Linked DNA regions of Drosophila melanogaster: region 2 is linked to region 1. A link is a contact called in public Hi-C data. All regions are on one chromosome and are shown on one strand. The core of a region is the stretch at or near the end of the contact, and the rest is flanking DNA. Distances in the headings are between cores, read along the strand shown.

Evidence for each region. A called contact is a pair of places that touch in the nucleus more often than the background predicts.
Region 2: a contact with region 1 is called in a Hi-C map of the Kc167 cell line, with 2.0 times the contacts expected there. The contact joins the promoter of Xrp1 here to the promoter of Ns1 in region 1. A contact is called at or near these places in 5 of 107 Hi-C or Micro-C datasets (the Kc167 cell line, embryo, eye imaginal disc and 1 more).

What each region holds. Positions count from the first base shown.
Region 1 is chr3R:17,070,561-17,074,758 of dm6, reverse strand. Ns1 (Nucleostemin 1) reads left to right here and starts at 2,084. Exons shown (of 5, transcript NM_169742.3): 1 at 2,084-2,177; 2 at 2,242-3,127; 3 at 3,190-3,440; 4 at 3,504-3,914; 5 at 3,984-4,198. The coding sequence starts at 2,156. The coding sequence ends at 4,159. It overlaps mRpS11 (mitochondrial ribosomal protein S11), which reads right to left and starts at 2,027. Exons shown (of 5, transcript NM_079658.4): 1 at 1,765-2,027; 2 at 1,576-1,706; 3 at 1,421-1,521; 4 at 1,192-1,257; 5 at 964-1,131. The coding sequence starts at 1,961. The coding sequence ends at 1,024. Keap1 (Keap1,) reads left to right here. Exons shown (of 6, transcript NM_176508.3): 6 at 1-817. The coding sequence ends at 421.
Region 2 is chr3R:18,912,690-18,916,887 of dm6, reverse strand. It overlaps Xrp1 (Xrp1,), which reads right to left and starts at 1,920. Exons shown (of 5, transcript NM_142504.4): 1 at 963-1,920. It overlaps Sgsh (N-sulfoglucosamine sulfohydrolase), which reads left to right and starts at 3,966. Exons shown (of 1, transcript NM_142503.5): 1 at 3,966-4,198. The coding sequence starts at 4,054.

The sequences.
Region 1 (4,198 bases), core at 835-3,334:
TGGAAGTAACAACGGGGAAAGGAATGCTCATACACCACAAAACACGTACGGCAGTGGGAGTCCACATTATCCTGGGACGGCGTCCAATATGCAGTTTCATACTTCATACGGAATGAGCGGCTGCAACAATTGTGACTCGGAAATGGATATAAAACCATATATTCCTGCAGAACACCATAGTTTTCAAATTCCCGCCATTAGATCCGAGGAGCTAGTCAATCCAAACTGTCCTTGGTCCAGAATGCAGGAAAGATTTCGAAGAACTCCACCAGCGTCTTTCACAGATGATGAGAGAAATGCTAATGATATGCGGCATAAATTAAAAAAAGCACAAAAAGAATGTTTATTTAGCACAGCAGCGAAAGTTTTTCACCATCACATCGAAGGTCGCCTGCGAAAACTCACGAGCGCAGCCACATGACAATACGAATCCGAGCCTCACGCTTAGCCTCAACCAAAAACATCATTCATTGTACAAAGCCTGATCGTATCCCCTAGAATTCCATGTTGAGAAGCAGCATTCCATTGTAATATTACTTACTAGTGTGTTCGCTAGGTGATAATTAGTCAAACCGTTTTTATGGCATCCATAACATAACTGGCGCTCGTCAGCCCATTTTAAAAAGATTGATTAGGGTTAATAGTTGATTAGTGGGAGGAAAGTTCGTATTTTACGTATTTTGTAGGTATCCAAACTGATAGATTGCGTATTGTACTTTTTTTAACGTAGGATAAGAAGAGGAATTATGCGCATCCAAAATAGGTTTTAAGAAAAGAAAGCAAATAATTTAAGAAAAATAAAACAAACATATTTTACAAAGTTATTTAATCTTTTTGCTATTAATCTTGTGCAAACCTTTGGCCGTGGCAACAAAAAGGCCATATTCAAATATCTTCCTAATAAAACTCACCGTGACAGTGCTATTTATTCCATTAGAAAGATAAACTGTTGTTTTCGTATTTGTTTGTAAACGACTATTTGTGTATTTTGCTTTTAAACAAGTTGTCTTAACAAGTTGCACATTAAAGACTTCTCTGCTTTCGGGGTCTTGGAGGATTGAAGGAAACATGTGTGTTGTCGGTAATGGAAACGATGTTCAGCCCACCCATTTGCAGTCCTTTGATGGCCGACTGAATCAAAACATTTAATTATTTTTAAGTGACATGAGAGACAAAAAGTATTGAACATACCATTCTTCCAGGGCCAAGACCACGAACCTTTACTCGCACTGTCTTCCAGCCCAATTCAATGGCTTTCTGAAATACAATTTAAGTTTTTTGTTTTAAATGATTCTATGCCCATATTATACTATTCAAATGCATATATGGTATACAACTATAATGGAGATTATCTCGATGTTCTATGTAGTTTTTGACCATCCTACTTTGGTAAAACCTGTTTCTTGTGGAAATGACTTACTCCACTAATGGTAACCGCTGTAGCTTGAGCTGCTATGTTGGTTCCCTTGCGAGTGTTTTTGAATCCCTCAATTCCACAGGATCGTATCAGCCGGAGGACTCCTGGAAAGAGGGATACTTTAGATCACAGTTAGAGTAACGTTCCAGATGACCCACCTTTGTGATCCGTGACGGAAATAATTGTGTTGTTGGGTGAAACGCGAATGTTGCAGATGGGCAGCTCGTTGAAGGGTATTCCATTGAATAACGTGTTGGCGGTGCTGGCATCCGGGAAAAACTTAGCCTTGCTAAATGGAAAATTAATTGAATTCAAGACTATTTACAAATGTAAAATTGAATTCCAACCGGTTGATAAGTGTGTCGATGTCCACGGTCTTTTCGCCCACGGTTCCTTCGTCTTTGGCCGGTAAAGATGCCAGCATTTCCTTGCGGTCCTCCGCCTTCCGCCAGCAAGCGCTCGTGTGTATCCTAGAAGTCTGGAGCGGCACAGCGGGCATAGTAATACTCCGAAGAGCACTTAGAAATACACTTTTCAGTGACATTATTAATTTACTTCGCAGAGGGTTCACAAAAACCAAATTACATCACACTGCCAGTCTGGCAACACTGGCAGTGTTGGCTAGCACGCCACAACAAGTGGCCACGCTTCGTGGTGACTGACAAAAAGTCAAGAAGAAGACTATTTTCACGTGTTCTTGTTTTAAGTTGGTTTTGATTCCGGTTATCCTCGTGTAAAATGGCTTTAAAAAGGTTGAAGAGTAAGTAATAGTATATATGTATATACATTAAATGAAGCTCTACATCTATTGTCAAAATCCACAGCCAAGAAATCCAAGAGGCTCACCGGTCGCTTGAAGCACAAGATCGAAAAGAAGGTGCGGGACCACAACAAAAAGGAACGTCGCGCAGCCAAGAAGAATCCAAAGAAGGGTAGCAAGAAACAGAAGCTCATCCAGATCCCAAACATCTGTCCCTTCAAGGATGACATCCTCAAGGAGGTGGAGGAGGCCAAGCAACGTCAGGAGGCCGAACGTTTGGCTCGCCGCGAAGCCTTTAAGGCGGAACGCGAACAGAACAAGTTCAAGACGCTGGAGTCCATGGTCGAGGATGCAGACATGCGGAGCACCGTGCACGGAATAATGCACGAAAACGATGCCCAGGATCAGGACGAAAAGAAGTACAAGAACGCCGTGACCAAAGAGCAGTCATTGAAGCAGTACTTCAAGGAATTCCGCAAGGTGATAGAAAATGCCGACGTTGTCCTGGAGGTGGTTGATGCACGTGACCCCCTGGGAACCCGCTGCAATGAGGTTGAGCGCGCCGTTCGCGGTGCTCCGGGCAACAAGCGACTGGTCCTGGTGCTCAACAAAGCCGACCTGGTGCCGCGAGAGAATCTGAACAACTGGATCAAGTACTTCCGTCGCAGCGGACCTGTCACCGCCTTCAAGGCTTCCACACAGGATCAGGCCAACCGGCTGGGACGCCGCAAACTCCGCGAAATGAAAACCGAGAAGGCTATGCAGGGTTCTGTCTGCATTGGCGCTGAGTTGCTTATGTCCATGCTGGGCAACTACTGCCGCAACAAGGGCATCAAGACCTCGATTCGCGTTGGCGTCGTTGGAATTCCTAATGTAGGCAAGAGCTCCATCATAAACTCGTTGACCCGCGGCCGGTCCTGCATGGTGGGCAGCACGCCAGGAGTGACCAAGTAAGTTCATATTTATCCTTTATAGTACCTCGAACTTATACGATATATATTTATTTTTGCAGATCAATGCAAGAAGTAGAACTGGATTCGAAAATCAAACTGATCGATTGTCCTGGAATCGTATTTACCAGCGGAGGTGAAAACTCGCATGCAGTTCTGAAGAATGCACAGCGTGTGGGCGATGTAAAGGATCCTTTCACCATTGCCGAGAGCGTATTGAAGCGTGCCAGCAAGGAATACTTCTGTACGATGTACGATATTACAAACTACGACACATTTGAGGAATTCTTCGCCAAAAAGGCAGCCAGAATGGGTGAGTACTATGAATGCTTACTGCTGTACATGATAATAATCCATTTCTTTACCTTAATTATAGGCAAATTTCTAAAGAAGGGAGTGCCAGATGTTGTGGCTGCAGCAAGAAGCGTTCTCAACGATTGGAACACGGGCAAAATTAAATACTGCACACAGCCTCCGGAAGTTCAGGAAGGGCAAAGTGTGCATATAAGTGCCTCGATAGTACACTCAGAGGCTCGCGAATTTGATGTGGAGAACTTTGAGTCCATGGAGACGGAAATCTTAGAGCATTGCGCCGTGAAAACGGATGACATTATGGAGATAACGTCTACGGGGCCTTTAGAGATTCGACAGCCGCGTGAGGAAGCCGAACCTGCAGATAAAATAACTGCCAGTTTGGTAATAGACGAGAAGGAAAAGCCCGCAAAGGGTCGCAAACGAAAACTGGATGAGGAAAAGGAGAAGGTTGATCCCAGTCTACTCCTAGAAGGTAAGCAAATCAAAACCATTACCATGGAACATAAAAATGTATTAACGCTGTGTTATTTATAAATTCTAGAAAACCAATCACTGAATAAAGGCATAAAGCAGATGCAAAAGCTAAAAAAGAAACAGAATGTTCGCAACGAGAAGAAAATATCCAAAATTACAGACGTTCTGGATAGCTTTAGCTTAGGTCCATCCTCGTCCAAGGCAGAAAAATACGATTTTGATGAGGACTATGTGATTGAATAAATTCTGCCTTAGTTTTAATAATTAAATCTGTAGATAGTA
Region 2 (4,198 bases), core at 671-3,170, 1.8 Mb before region 1:
TACAATATAACCAAGGGGGGGGGGGGTCATTTTGATTATTTGCCCACGTCCTCTGATTTTAGCCCCCAAAGCTGAGGAGCTTAAATGCCAGTCCACATATGCGTGCAAAAATATGTGACTTTCAAACGACAATCTTGCGCAGCGCACCGACTGGCACGAGCTCTTGGAATATCGAAGACGACCATCAACAATGGACGCCCTCAGTTGGCAAATTAACAAAATAAATGGCCAACACGTAGCGATTCGTTCAATCTTTTCACGATGAGTGCGCATTTTTCGATTCCACGAAATGGGAATGGAAAGGTAGGGCGTTTTGCATGTGTAGATGAATAGCAATTGATCTACAAAGCCCCTTCCTTGTTCGATTTGATTATCTTATCTTATCACTTTTATCTGAAACGTGATCTACATATGTACATACAATATAGTGTGGTGGTAGCTAAAAGTGTATGACTAAGTTTAAAGTGATTTTTTGCAACAAGCAGTTGTCTGGCATATCCAAAAATGTGTTTTTTTAAGCTGTTTCGGTGTGCTCAGTCTCTAAAGTTTTAAATTAGTAAAGCCAAAGATTTTTGTATCTTCCCTACCATATATGCATGAATGTCTGTAACTCAACAGGTCACCATTATTAATTATTTAGTAATCATCCTAAAGATACAAAATTTAAGACTAGTTACTTAACTAATAATATAGAATAAGATATAAGACAGAATCCGGTTTAGAAACCCCATATAAATTTATTATTTTAAGCGTCACGTTTTCACATGTAATCAAAACACCTATCAAAACAACGCCCTACAAAAGTTCACGATTACTATAGGCCTATAGGTAGGTGGCCTCATCTATCTATGTATACTCGACGTGAAGTGTACCCAGTGTCAATGACACCGCCAGCAACAAAGTTGTGGCAACAAATGTTGCTGGCTTTGGGAAAATGAGAAATGTGGCCAGTAGTTGCTTACCCTCCATCATGTTGCTGCCACGTTGAGCAGGTTCCAATGATGACGGCACTAATATGATCTTGATCCTTGTTGCTCCTTATCTCCGGTGACTATTTGACTTATTCGAATCGGTTTCAAAAGAAAGTGCGGCGACTAAAGCGACGGCGGTTAAAGTCACGCTTCTTTCGTAGCAACTTGGAGCGTCGTAGGATCTTAGTGCCCGTAGTGCCACCAGTGCCGGTGCCGATCGTGGAGGTCTCGATATTGATTGAATTGTTGCAATAAAACTTATTGTTATGCCAGCCGCGCATACGCATACACATAAAGTTGTTGAGCATGGGAACCTGCTGCTGCGAATGTTGCACACACATGAAGACAACGACAGGCGAATGTTGCATGACGTTCTTAGGCGACGCGATGTTGGATTTCCCGCTTTTTCTCGACACTGCTGTTGCTGTTAGTGTTGCACCAACCGCAGGCAGAACGAACATAATATTGGGGCAAAATGCCTTTGAAGTGTTTTTCTCTTTTTTTTTCTTTTTTTTTTTTGGTACGGTCAGCTGTTGCTTCAGTGATACCACTTGTGTAGATCGGGCGTATGCTTAATGTACTCGTCAAGTGTTCGTGTTCACAAGCGCTTATCTATATAGCATCTAGATACAACTGTTATCTGAGATACCGAGATACGAAGTATATATAGAAATTGTTTGTTTAATTTTCGCCAATTTATTGCGTCTCTCGCAAATGTTTTTCAGGCTGTTAATCACTCTGAACTTTGCACTCAAAGTTGAGTTTATCTGGTACGTTTTACACGAAAAGAAATTACTGTTCTATGAATAGGATATCTTTGTAACGAGGTTCAGCGTTTGATGCCATTAAGATGGGATTCTAAAACACGTATCGAAAATTTCACAAATTCCACGCTGATTTGCACACCGAAAGCTCTGTCGTTTGCCTTGACTCACTGAATTGTTGTTCTGTTCGCGACGAAGTATTGTTACTAACTGACTCAACTGCGAGCACTGGACGGCAGCCGCTGGCCGGGGTTGATATAATTTTGCTGACGTCGTTGCCGGTTTCATTCACCGCTCCGTCCATATACCCTTTCCCCACCACCAATATATATTCACATATATTCACACACACGCGCTCTCTCAGCTGCTGTGTCTATTTTCTATGGCCGTGCCCCCAAAACATTTCCACGCGGGGATCTTTTTCTCTCATTATTTTTGTGATGCGGAGGATGGGCCACTCGGATAAGTGGGTGCCTCTACTTCTTAGATACTACTCTACTCTAAAACCCTTAGCTGGTTGAAAGCAGCTGAAAAAGGTGTAAACAATGCATTAGCATCAACTGATTTAAGTTCTGAAAAAAAAAAATTTCCATGTGCTATTAACTTGAGGCAAAGTATTACATACAACACAGTTAAGTTAATATAACAAAAAATATATATATTTTCAATAAACTGTGCAAAACGCAGACAGATTATTCATAGCCGTTCATATTATTTGGCTAGCGACAGTCTGAAAATTGCACAGATAGCATTTCGGTCTAAATTGGCTACAATAGATAAGAGAAGCTAAAAAAAAAGAATAAATTTTACTCTGCACCCAGATAATTTAGAAACGTAGATATTAAGGTTGTAAGTAATAGCAACTATGTTTGCTCACAAAGGGTTAATAAACTGGTATTTAATAAAAAGCCGCGAAACTTAAGTATAGTTCAATACTTTGCGTATTTTTTCGCGCCTAAATATTCATTTATATTCATATGATCATTCACAGGATTTTTAATGTAAATGTAAGTATTTATGGTTACATATGTCACCTATGTCCGCTCCAAAAGGTATAGGGCAACTGGTTTGGCAGCCTGCCATGCAGCAACAACAAACAATACAGATTCGCACTCTTTCTCTCCACGTGAGTGAAACTCTCTCTCGCTGGTTGAGATTGGCTGATGCAACACTTGCCACACGTTGCAACAGCTGTTTTAGTCTGGCCCAGCTGATTCGTATTGTTGGCTTGTTGCCAGAGACTGCGAAAATCTCTTGGCAACATGTTGCCACAACTTTTGGAAAACTCATAGTGTTGTTAAACATGTTGGGCGAAATTTTCACACCGGTGCAGGGCAAAAAGGGGGTGGCTTAAACTGTAGCTGGCTGGCTGGCTTAAATTAGCCGGCCGATGATTCATTTTGGGGGTTGTCCACTTACATAAGATGAGCTCACCCAATGTGAAAACTCTTTAGTCGCTGGAAGAAACTGCGCATTTCGACACAGAAAAGCCTAAACAAGCAGAACGAACATTTGTTTTGTAGATTTATAATTTTTCAAAACATACAATCGCATTGCACTTTGCGATTGGCCTTGACACCCTGACGTGGTTCCATTTGGCGACACTGTTCCTGCTTTTATCTTCTCCATGGCGCAAGATAAAATCAGAAAGTACAACGTGTTGATCACCTAATGGCCAGAGTCATGCAAACCAAACTCTTGGTGATTTAAATCTATTTCCATGTCTGTCACAAAAGAATACTGCTTATTATTATATGGCGGGTTATAATTTACCAAAGTACACAAAATGTTACAATACAATACAGTTGAATATATACTAGTTAAATGTACATATGTTTTATAACAGCTCATTGGCTGTGTTTTAATGGTTTATAAATGTAAAGTGTTTTTAAAGCATTTTAAATTTCAAATGAAACATTTTTTTTGTGGAAGTGCTGTTTTTTATACTGTTCAGATATATCTCACTGATATTTATGATGATTCTTTAATCGTATGACTGTACAGTACCCTCACACTTTAGTTCTCTGTATGGTGTGTTGACTGTAGTCAAACCGCTCCCAAAGAAAGTCGGGCAAAGTGAATGTACCTAGGCGCGCTCCCGCTGAGCATTTGTTGTGTTGATGAGATTAAAACTGGAACTGGGAATGGAATTGAATGCGTCTTAAACGGAGAACGGAGAAATGAGAGGCTTTGTGGACACTTAAAAGTATGCGGCTCTCTTGAGCCGTACTTCAGTACGCTGACGTCGACTGAAGAATCGCTTTGTTCTGCGCTCTCAAATATATTTAATTTGGATTTGGAACTGGATTTATGTCAACATGCAATTTCTGCAGTGGATTTTTACACTATGGCTAATTGCTGGTTGCTCCGCTGGCCCGCAGAATGTCCTGCTGCTTCTGGCTGACGATGCCGGCTTCGAATCGGGCGCCTATCTGAACAAATTCTGCCAAACTCCCAATCTGG